Linked DNA regions of Ovis aries: region 1 is linked to region 2. The links are chromatin contacts, called in public Hi-C maps. All regions are on one chromosome and are shown on one strand. Each heading gives the region's core, a stretch centred on a gene start, on an enhancer-like site or on the middle of the called end of the contact. The rest is flanking DNA. Distances are from core to core; before and after follow the strand shown. Region 1 overlaps ATP2C2 (ATPase secretory pathway Ca2+ transporting 2). Region 2 holds the start of NECAB2 (N-terminal EF-hand calcium binding protein 2).

What was found. Hi-C and Micro-C count contacts between places; a contact is called where the count stands out from the background.
Region 1: a contact with region 2 is called in a Hi-C map of liver, with 4 times the contacts expected there. The contact joins the enhancer-like site here to the promoter of NECAB2 in region 2. A contact is called at or near these places in 3 of 16 Hi-C or Micro-C datasets (hypothalamus, liver and tail adipose tissue).

The regions. Positions count from the first base shown.
Region 1 is chr14:10,204,244-10,208,290 of ARS-UI_Ramb_v3.0, reverse strand. All of the region lies in intron 11 of ATP2C2 (ATPase secretory pathway Ca2+ transporting 2), which reads right to left. Among named protein-coding and RNA genes, the nearest start is that of ATP2C2, 58 kb to the right of the region's middle. Within about 2 kb of position 2,515, at least 5 of the 54 cell types and tissues checked have an H3K27ac peak or open chromatin away from gene starts, as enhancers often do. A contact at or near this core is called in liver, where this site is marked.
Region 2 is chr14:9,829,490-9,833,720 of ARS-UI_Ramb_v3.0, reverse strand. NECAB2 (N-terminal EF-hand calcium binding protein 2) reads right to left here and starts at 2,247. Exons shown (of 12, transcript XM_042231500.2): 1 at 1,948-2,247. The coding sequence starts at 2,172. OSGIN1 (oxidative stress induced growth inhibitor 1) reads right to left here. Exons shown (of 8, transcript XM_042231496.1): 8 at 3,629-4,231. The coding sequence ends at 3,988.

The sequences.
Region 1 (4,047 bases), core at 1,266-3,765, 370 kb before region 2:
CGGGGCTCGCCCTTTTTGCACAGCAGAGGCCTGCAGGTAGTCAGTAAATATTTGCTGAACACACAGGAATGAGTGAATACATGGCAAGTGCAAGAGCTCAGACACACCCTGGCCTCACACATACTGAGCGCTCTACACAGGTGGTCCATAACCAGAAAGCCTGGCTGATGATCTCCATCCAGCCAGAGCCACACTCGGCTACAGTATTTCATCAGATCGGAGGTGCTGTTGATTAGAAAGGGCACCATTACCTTGTGCATCACTAAAGAAAGGAAAAACACTGCCCATTAACCAACAACACAATGCTTTCTAATCACATCACTTGTGAGAAGCAGTCTGGCTGCAGAGAAGGTAAAAAGTGAAAAAGAGTGTACATCTTAGAAGTGAGGAAATATGGTATGTGAACGGCGACCTTTTACCCGGAGACAAAGACGCATTCAGGGGAAAGTCACATAAACCGAGGTGACAGAGTCTGGTCAAGAGACCGTGCCTGGTTTCCACAGTGACAGCAAGAAGGCTTCCTTGGTTTTATGGCATGGGCTGACAAGACCAGCTAAGCAAACATTTGCGAAGGGTTATTGCGGGCCCTTCCCTCCTACATGGCATGGGAAGGACATTGTGTGTGTCTGGGTGCTTTCGTCATAATAAAAAAATTAATTGGCAAACTAATAAAGATTAGGCTAGACCAGGAAAAGCTAGTGGAACTTGGCTCATCCTGAAGGTCCCTTGTAGCAGAGGGAAGCAGGAAAAAGTTTTTAAAAGGATGATCCTTGGGTTATTTATTTTGGAAAATCTCTTGCAAACTGGCTATCTTGCCATTTCTACCTTATGATTGAGAGGTTCTGAGTGATTTCACTTCTGCTAAAAACTGAAGAGTCTTGGGACTTCCCTTGCTCCTTCCTTCATACCTCTGCCCAGCCAGTCCCCTTCCCATGTGGTCCAGTGGCTGAGACTCCGGGTTCCCAATGCAGGGGCCCCGGGTTTGATCCCTGATCGGAGAACTAAATCCCACAAGCTGCAACTAAGAGCTCACATGCTGTAGCTAGGAGGCCCGGCACAGCCTAATAAAGAAATAAGTGTCAAAGACAAAGCAAAACTGAACAGCCTCATGTTTCCCAAGCCACAAGTGAAACAAAAAGAGTTGGTTTTCTTTCGAGTTTATTGAAGGTAGAGTGTGATGAATGGGGTGAAAGGAGCTGTTAAGACCAGAAATCAGAAATAACCCTGGGGAGGGACTTCCCTAGTGGTCCGGTGGCTAAGATGCCACACTCCCGATGCTGGAGTTCTGCGTTTGATCCCTGGTCAGGGAACTAAGACCTGGTACAGCTAAATAAATAAATAAATATTTTCAAAAAAATCACCCTGGGGAGGTGGGGTTGGGGTGGACACAGGAGCCTATTCTCGTACAGAGCTGGAACTATTTAACAGTCTTTTTGGCTCATGGAACTTTCCACGGTTGATGACATGGGTCGGGACACGTCCTTACGTGGAGGAGGTTCTCATTCATAATGGTCTGAAGGCTCTGCTTTTTCTGGGAGCCCCTCACGGCTGAGGCTCACCCTCTGCCCCCACCCCAGCCTTTGAAAGACCTAGTCACCTGAGCCCCCTTTCCAGCACCCAGCCTTCCTCCCTGGCCCCACCTCTTGCTGGAGTCCCAGCTAGGGTGGCTGCAGCCACGGCCTCACTTCTCAGACTGATGCTTCCTGAACCGACAGCATCCGTATCCCCAGGGAGCCTGTTAGGAATCCAGGGTCTCCTATCCCCCCCACCCCCTAGCCTAAGTCACAGTCCCTGCAATCTGTTGGGGACAAGCTCTCCCGTGGACCCTCACACGGTGAGGTTGGTTACGCTCAAGTCCAAGGCCCCCAGCTCTACAGCGTCCTCCTCTTCTAGGAAGCCCTGCCCTCGCCTCCTGTCCACAACACAGGCAGCAGGCCAGGCCCCTGCTCTCTCCTCCCGCACCTTGGAACACGCTGGGGTTCACGCCTCCCACCGCCTCTCTGCTCCAAAGAAGAGCAGAGATGGCCGCACGGCGCATGGAGAAGGGTTCTGAGGATGTGATTGGGCTCTGGAAGAAACGGGGCCTAAGAGGTTCCATGTGATCAGCCCCCAAGGGACCCCCCCCCCGACCCCATCTGGTCTCATCCCCTAGCCAGCTGCACCTCCTTCTGGGTTCCGCGGATGAGCCAGGCTTGCTGCCTGCTCCATGCCTCTGCCCTGCCAGTCCTCTGCCGCCATTCCCATCTGAACGCTCGCCCTTCCCACCCCTAGCAGGTCCGCAGCTCTCCAGCTTCAACTCCTCAGAGAAACCTTCTCCAGCTGCCTTTTCTGGGGACACTCCTTCCGATCTCCCCATTTAATCCCTCTCTCAGCTGTCATCTCCTTTGCAGTACTTATCAGAAGTTGTGACTGTTTTGCTAACATTCACTTAAATTGTTCACGTTTGCTTTCCCCGCCAGCCTGCAGACTCCAAGGTCCAGCTCCAACAGCATTGAGTACACAGTGAACGGTTGCTCAGCAAACACGCGCGGGGCAAGCAAACAAGCCAAATGCCAGGGCTGCAGGGGGCAGGAGGAGAGTCCCTGTCCTGCCCGGGGGCACTGACCGGGACCCTGGCTTTGGAGCAGAATGCATGGGGTTGGCAGTCTGTCTCCTCTGCTCCCGGAATCCTGTAACTGTGGGCAAGTGTGCTGGCCTAAGCTCCAGCTTCCCCATCAGGAGACCAGCCTGCCCGGCAGAGTGGTCCATGATGAACAAGGCCACGTGTTCCTTCAGAGCCCCACCCCTCCTCGACCCTGGCTGTGCCCCCTTCACTTTCCTGAAGATTCTAGAACCGACTCACCTAGTGTACTCAACATTCAGATACAGACACAAGGAAAAGCGGCCATCGAAAGCCCTGGGTTCTGTTTTGCTTTATACCATTCAGGGCGTGCATGGCTCCGGAGACAGTCAGGTGCCCTATTCAACTTAAGATCATGACTTTGTCTATTCAAAAGAACACCTTCGGGGACTCCCTGGTGGTCCAGTGGCTAAGACTGCACCCTCCCAGTGCAAGGGAACAGGGTTCCATCCCTGGTCAGGGACCTAGATCCGACAGGCCACAACTAAAGATCCCACATGCTGCAACTCAGCCCCAGCACAGCCAAATAAATAAGTACTTTAAAAAATCCTTAAAAAAAAAAACCCTCAAAAAAAAAAATAGTCATTGAATACTTCTGTAATAGGACACACACCTGCCCACAGGTGGACTTCGCCCGCCTGCTTCTCAATGCACACAGTGCCCCATGGTTTAAAAAGAGGCAATTGGAATGTTAAAAGACCCATACCTGAATCTCTTCCTACTGCTAACTGCCAGGTAAAGGCATCCATTCATTTATACACAGACAGACTTGACTAAGTACCAGAGATGTGTGCATCCCACCCCCACTGCAAGGTTCTCCTGCCTACACCGGCCGGCACCCCACGGCCTCCACACTTCACACCGGATGCCCCATCCACTGGGAGGTGCGTCACTGTCGTTTACTATAATGGCAGTTCCAACTCAGCTGTTTGCAAGCAGTTTCCTTTTTTTGTATAAATTAGAAAGGCTCCAAGGATCCTTGTAATAACAACTTTCTTAATTACCTGCTTTGTTTTCTTTGTTAAGGTGTAATTCACATATCATAAAACGCGCCCTTCTAAAGTATACAATCCAATGGTTTTTAGTATATTCAGAGTTGTATAACCATCACCATAATCACTTTTAGAACCTCTTAATCACCCTCTAAAGAATCCCCATAACTGTTGTGGTCCCTCTTTATTTCCTGACCTCATCTCCTGGCAGGCACTTTTTCTGTCTGTATGGATTTGCCTATTTGGGGCATTTTATGAGAACAAATGGCTTCCCTGATAGTTCAGTTGGTAAAGAATCCACTTGCAATGCAGGAGACCCCGGTTCAATTCTTGGGTCAGAAAGATCTGCTGGAGAAGGGATAGGCTATTCACTCCATTATTCTTGGGTTTCCCTGATAGCTCAGTTGGTAAAGAATCTGCCTGCAATGCAGGAGA
Region 2 (4,231 bases), core at 998-3,497:
AAAGGCTACCCACTCCAGTATCTGGCCTGGAGAATTCCATGGACAAAGGAGTCTGGCAGGCTACAGTCCATGGGGTCGCAGAGTCGGACCCTTCTGAGTGACTTAGCACGCGTGCACGCAAGCCTTGCTGAAGGTAGGAAGAGGGGGAGACGCCGCCCCCAGCGTGTGACCCTCACACCTTGGAGAGCGGGAGCTGGGCCCCTCCCTCCAAGCAGTAGGGCAGGCATCCATTGTCAGGCACCCGGGCTGTGACAAACTGAAGCAGCAGCTCAGGAAAGATATTCTCAAACATTCCCCCTTTCTTGAGCTGAACCCCAAGTTGGGGCAGGGGACACAGGTCTGGAGCAGCTGGGGCAGAAAAGGGGGCAGCTGCCAGCACCCCAGCTTGTGCACCGCACACTGCCTGCTCCTGACTGCAAGGTTCCCGAGGAGGCTGGAGTCCCACCTTCAGGTGCCGGGGCCGGGGGTGAGCGTTAAAGTGACTGACCTGACAGGAGATGTGGCCCTGGCACTCGCTCATCACCCCCATTTCACAGATGAGGAGACTGGGGCTCAGAGCCAGCAGCGTGGCGTGAGGACTCCAGAGTCCACGTCCTGTCCTGTGCAAAAGGGGGGGGGCCTGGACAGAGCTGTCCGCTGCAAGGGCTTTCAGCTGCGAACTCACTGGGGCTTTGAGAGGGCTCACCTGTGCAGGTGCGAGTGGGCTGTGTGTGAGCACGTTCTGGGAAGCCTGGGAGCCATGGCCACGTGCGGCAGATCACCCCCTGCCCTGTCGGCTGAGAGCCAGCGATGGAGGCTCCAACAGGAACGTGGTGGGGGTGGAGGGGCGAGAGGAAACCCACACTGTCCCCCTCTCACCAGGATGTGATACACACACCTCTCCCTGAAACCCACCCACCATACATAAACATGGCACCCCCAGCCCCGTGTCACCCACCTCGGAGGACCCTCCCTAGGACAGGCACACCCCACTGCCATGCTGCCCCTTGGGGTGGGCAGAGCACCCCACGGGGGACGCCCCCCCACCCTGCAGAAGGCTCCCTCCTACAGAGGAGAGTGGGTGGGAGGGTGAGGTGGGGCGGTTTGGGCTCCAGAGGACGTGGGGGAGGGGTGCGGAGTGGGGGTGAGGAGGAGAGAGGGTGAAAAGGGGAGGGGGTGAGCAGGGGGAGGGGTGAGGAAAGGGAGAGGGAGGGGTGAGGAGAGGGAGAGGGAGGGGGGAGCGGGGGAAGGGGATCAAGGACTGGCTCAGAATGGAGTGGTGGTCCTCAGAGAGGATGGGGGATGGCTCCAGTCCTACTGAAAGGAGAGAGGAAGGCAGGTGGGGAGGGGGCTTTGCTTTTAAAAAGGTGGTGCCTGAGGCAAAAGGGTTGAGGATACAAGGGCTTAAGGTCCAAAGCTCGGACAAGAAAAATGGCCCTGGACCCAGGGATTGTGTGTGTGATGGGGTGGGTTGGGGGGAGAGTCTTAGAAAAGTAAGGACGGGGGGCAGGGGTCGGTGGGGCGGGCAGGAGCAGGGGCCGACGGCGGTCTGGGACTCGCGTCCCGGGAAGGAGCTGGGTGAAGGATGAAGCGCGGGCTGGAGAAAGATGAGGGTTTGGCCAGGACAGAAGTAGGGGGCGGTGGCCGGGTCGAGGGGCTCCAGGGTCCCGGCTCCGAGAATGTGGAGATCCCGAGAAGGGGAGGGAGGTAAAGGGGTCGTCCCGGTCCGGGGACGAGACGGGACCCGCACGGAGACCGGCCCGGGGGCCGAAGAGCTGGGGGCCGCGCTCTGCACAAGGAGGAGCCGGTGGATCCCGCTCTGGACCCCCGGGGTGCGGGCCAGCGTCCCTGCCCGGGGACCCCTGCCCCTCAAGCAGAAGGGGGTCTTGCAGGTCCCAGCGGGGTCCCGGGAGCGTGGCGTCCGCGTCGCCCGGTGGGGAGAACGGGTCCCGGCCCGCGCGTACTCACGTCCAGGATGACGGCGGTGCCCCCGCGCGGCGAGGCGGGGCCCGGGTAGGGGCCGGGGTCCGCGACGGGGGTGTTGGGGGCGTCGGGGGCCAGCGGCGCCCGGGGCTCGCCCATCCTGGCGCCCACCCAGCGCAGCAGCCCGCCCAGCGCCCGGCCCTGCGGCGGCGGCTCCCGGAGCAGCCTGTGCGCGCCGGCCCTGCACAGGCGCGCCGCCCGCTCGCACATCGCGCCGCGCCCGCCGCCGCCGCCGCCCGGAAGCCCGCCGACCCCCGCCCGGCCCGCGGCCCGCCCCCGCGCGACCCCCTCCCCGGCGCCGCCCGCCGCCGCCGCCCGCGCCCCGCCCTCCCTCCCTCTGCCCCCGCGGCCGCGGCCACGCGGGGACGGGCCGGCGCTGGGGGACGGGAGGGGGTGGGCGCCGCCCCGCCCGGACCCGGAGCCACGTGCCCCGTGGGCCACCGCCCCCGCCCCCGGCGGCCGGGCGCGGCGGCAGGGGGCTGCCGGCAGTGGGCCGCGGGGCTGGGGAGCTAGACCCCGGCCCGGCCACGGAGGGGGCTGCCTGGCAGGCGCGGGGTTTTGGGGGTCTGGCTTCGGGGGTGCATCCCTGGGGGCTGCCCCCATTCCGAAAGTCTCCCCCTGCCCGCCCTCCAGAAGAATCCCCCCTCCTCCACTCCGTGGCGCCGCCGCCGGGGCCGGAGCGCTGTGTCCGGCGAGCCGGTAGCGCCCTCTGCCGGCTGCAGCCCAAGGAACGCGCGCCCACGCACTGGGGCCTTCTCCACTCCGCAAGTACCCACTCGTCCCTTCCACCGGGTGCACGCCCCTCAGACCTCCCCCGCGAGTTAAACAACGCCCAGAACTAGTGTTCCCCACCCCTGGAACACCCTCTTCCCCTTATACTCCCTGCGTCCATCCTTCCAGACTCCCACCCACCGAACCAGAGAATTAAAGGAGCCCCTGCTGGGTGCTAGGCCTGGTGGCCGCACTGGGTTCCAAGAACATCGGGAAAACAGGAGGGCTTGCCTTGGCCTCCTGGAGCTTACAGCCAAGTGGGTGGAGCCAGATACTGGAAGTGAAAGTGAAAGTGAAGTCTCTCAGTCGTGTCCGACTCTTTGCGACCCGTGGACTGTAGCCCACCAAGCTCCTCCGTTCATGGGATTCTCCAGGCAAGAATACTGGAGTGGGTTGCCATTTCCTTCTCCAAACACTGGAATGATCCCACAAGTAAGGAAGAGTGAGAACTGAACTGCAATGAAGGGTGGCACCCTGACCCACCAGAGTGGGTTCTACCTGAGGGCCACGGAGGGGCATATGTCAGAAGAGGCTTCCTAGAGGAAATGGTCCTTATGCTCCAAGAGTGTAAGGAGGAGGAGGAGTTACAGAGAGGATGGGGAAGTTCCCTGGGCTAGAGCTTAGCCTGTGCAAAGGCCCTGTGGCAGGTGCAAGTGTGGGGATCACAAAGGAGCCACTGAAGGGAGAGGGACTGAGTGGGGCTGGGAAAGCCTCCCCGGCACCCGCTCCTCAGTCACATCTACCCTTCCACTTGGGGCACCACCCAGTGTCCCCCAGCCCCGGGACCTTCTCCCACATGACCCTGTGCTTCTGCCCCTGCCCTGACTGGGCAGCTCCGGGGGCAGGGTCCTGGGCACCTGGCGCCCTCCCCAAGCAGAGTCCTCGGACACAGGAGTGGAGGCAGGTGCTGGTTTTATTTGGGACCTGATTCTGGAAAGAGCGGGGCCTGGAAGTCCTGGCTCAGTGCTCTGCGGGCCCTGGTGATCCCGGCTCACACAGGCCACTTCACCCCCAATTACAGCTCTGGGCCTACCGTGTCCTGTGGCCACTGTTTCCACCCTGGTCTGAGTCCGGGCAGTCTGGGTTTCCCACTCTTCATCTGAGAGGCCTGCTGCGTGGGCTCATGGCCGCTCCTGTCTCCTGCAGGAGAGGCCCCTTCCATCACTGGGGCATCTTGGGACGGACTCTGCGTCCAGCAGGGCTGTGGTGATCTCCCTCCTCTTAGGGCCTGGGTGTCAGGCTGCTGGGCGGGTGCTAGGGTGGCTTCCTGGCCTCCTTGCGCAGCAGGGAGCTGGCCACAGCCAGGGCCCCGCCCTGCACGAAGCGCACAAAGTTGTCCCCGGCCAGTGGCCCCATGGCGTACAGGCCCTCCTGGTGGATGCTCTGGTAGGTGAAGGGGTCCACGTCAACGGGGTTCCTCTTGGCACTCAGTGGCTGGTCTGGGTCCACGGCGAGGTCGGCGCCCGCCCCCGGGAGGAAGGACAGATCGGGGTGGGAG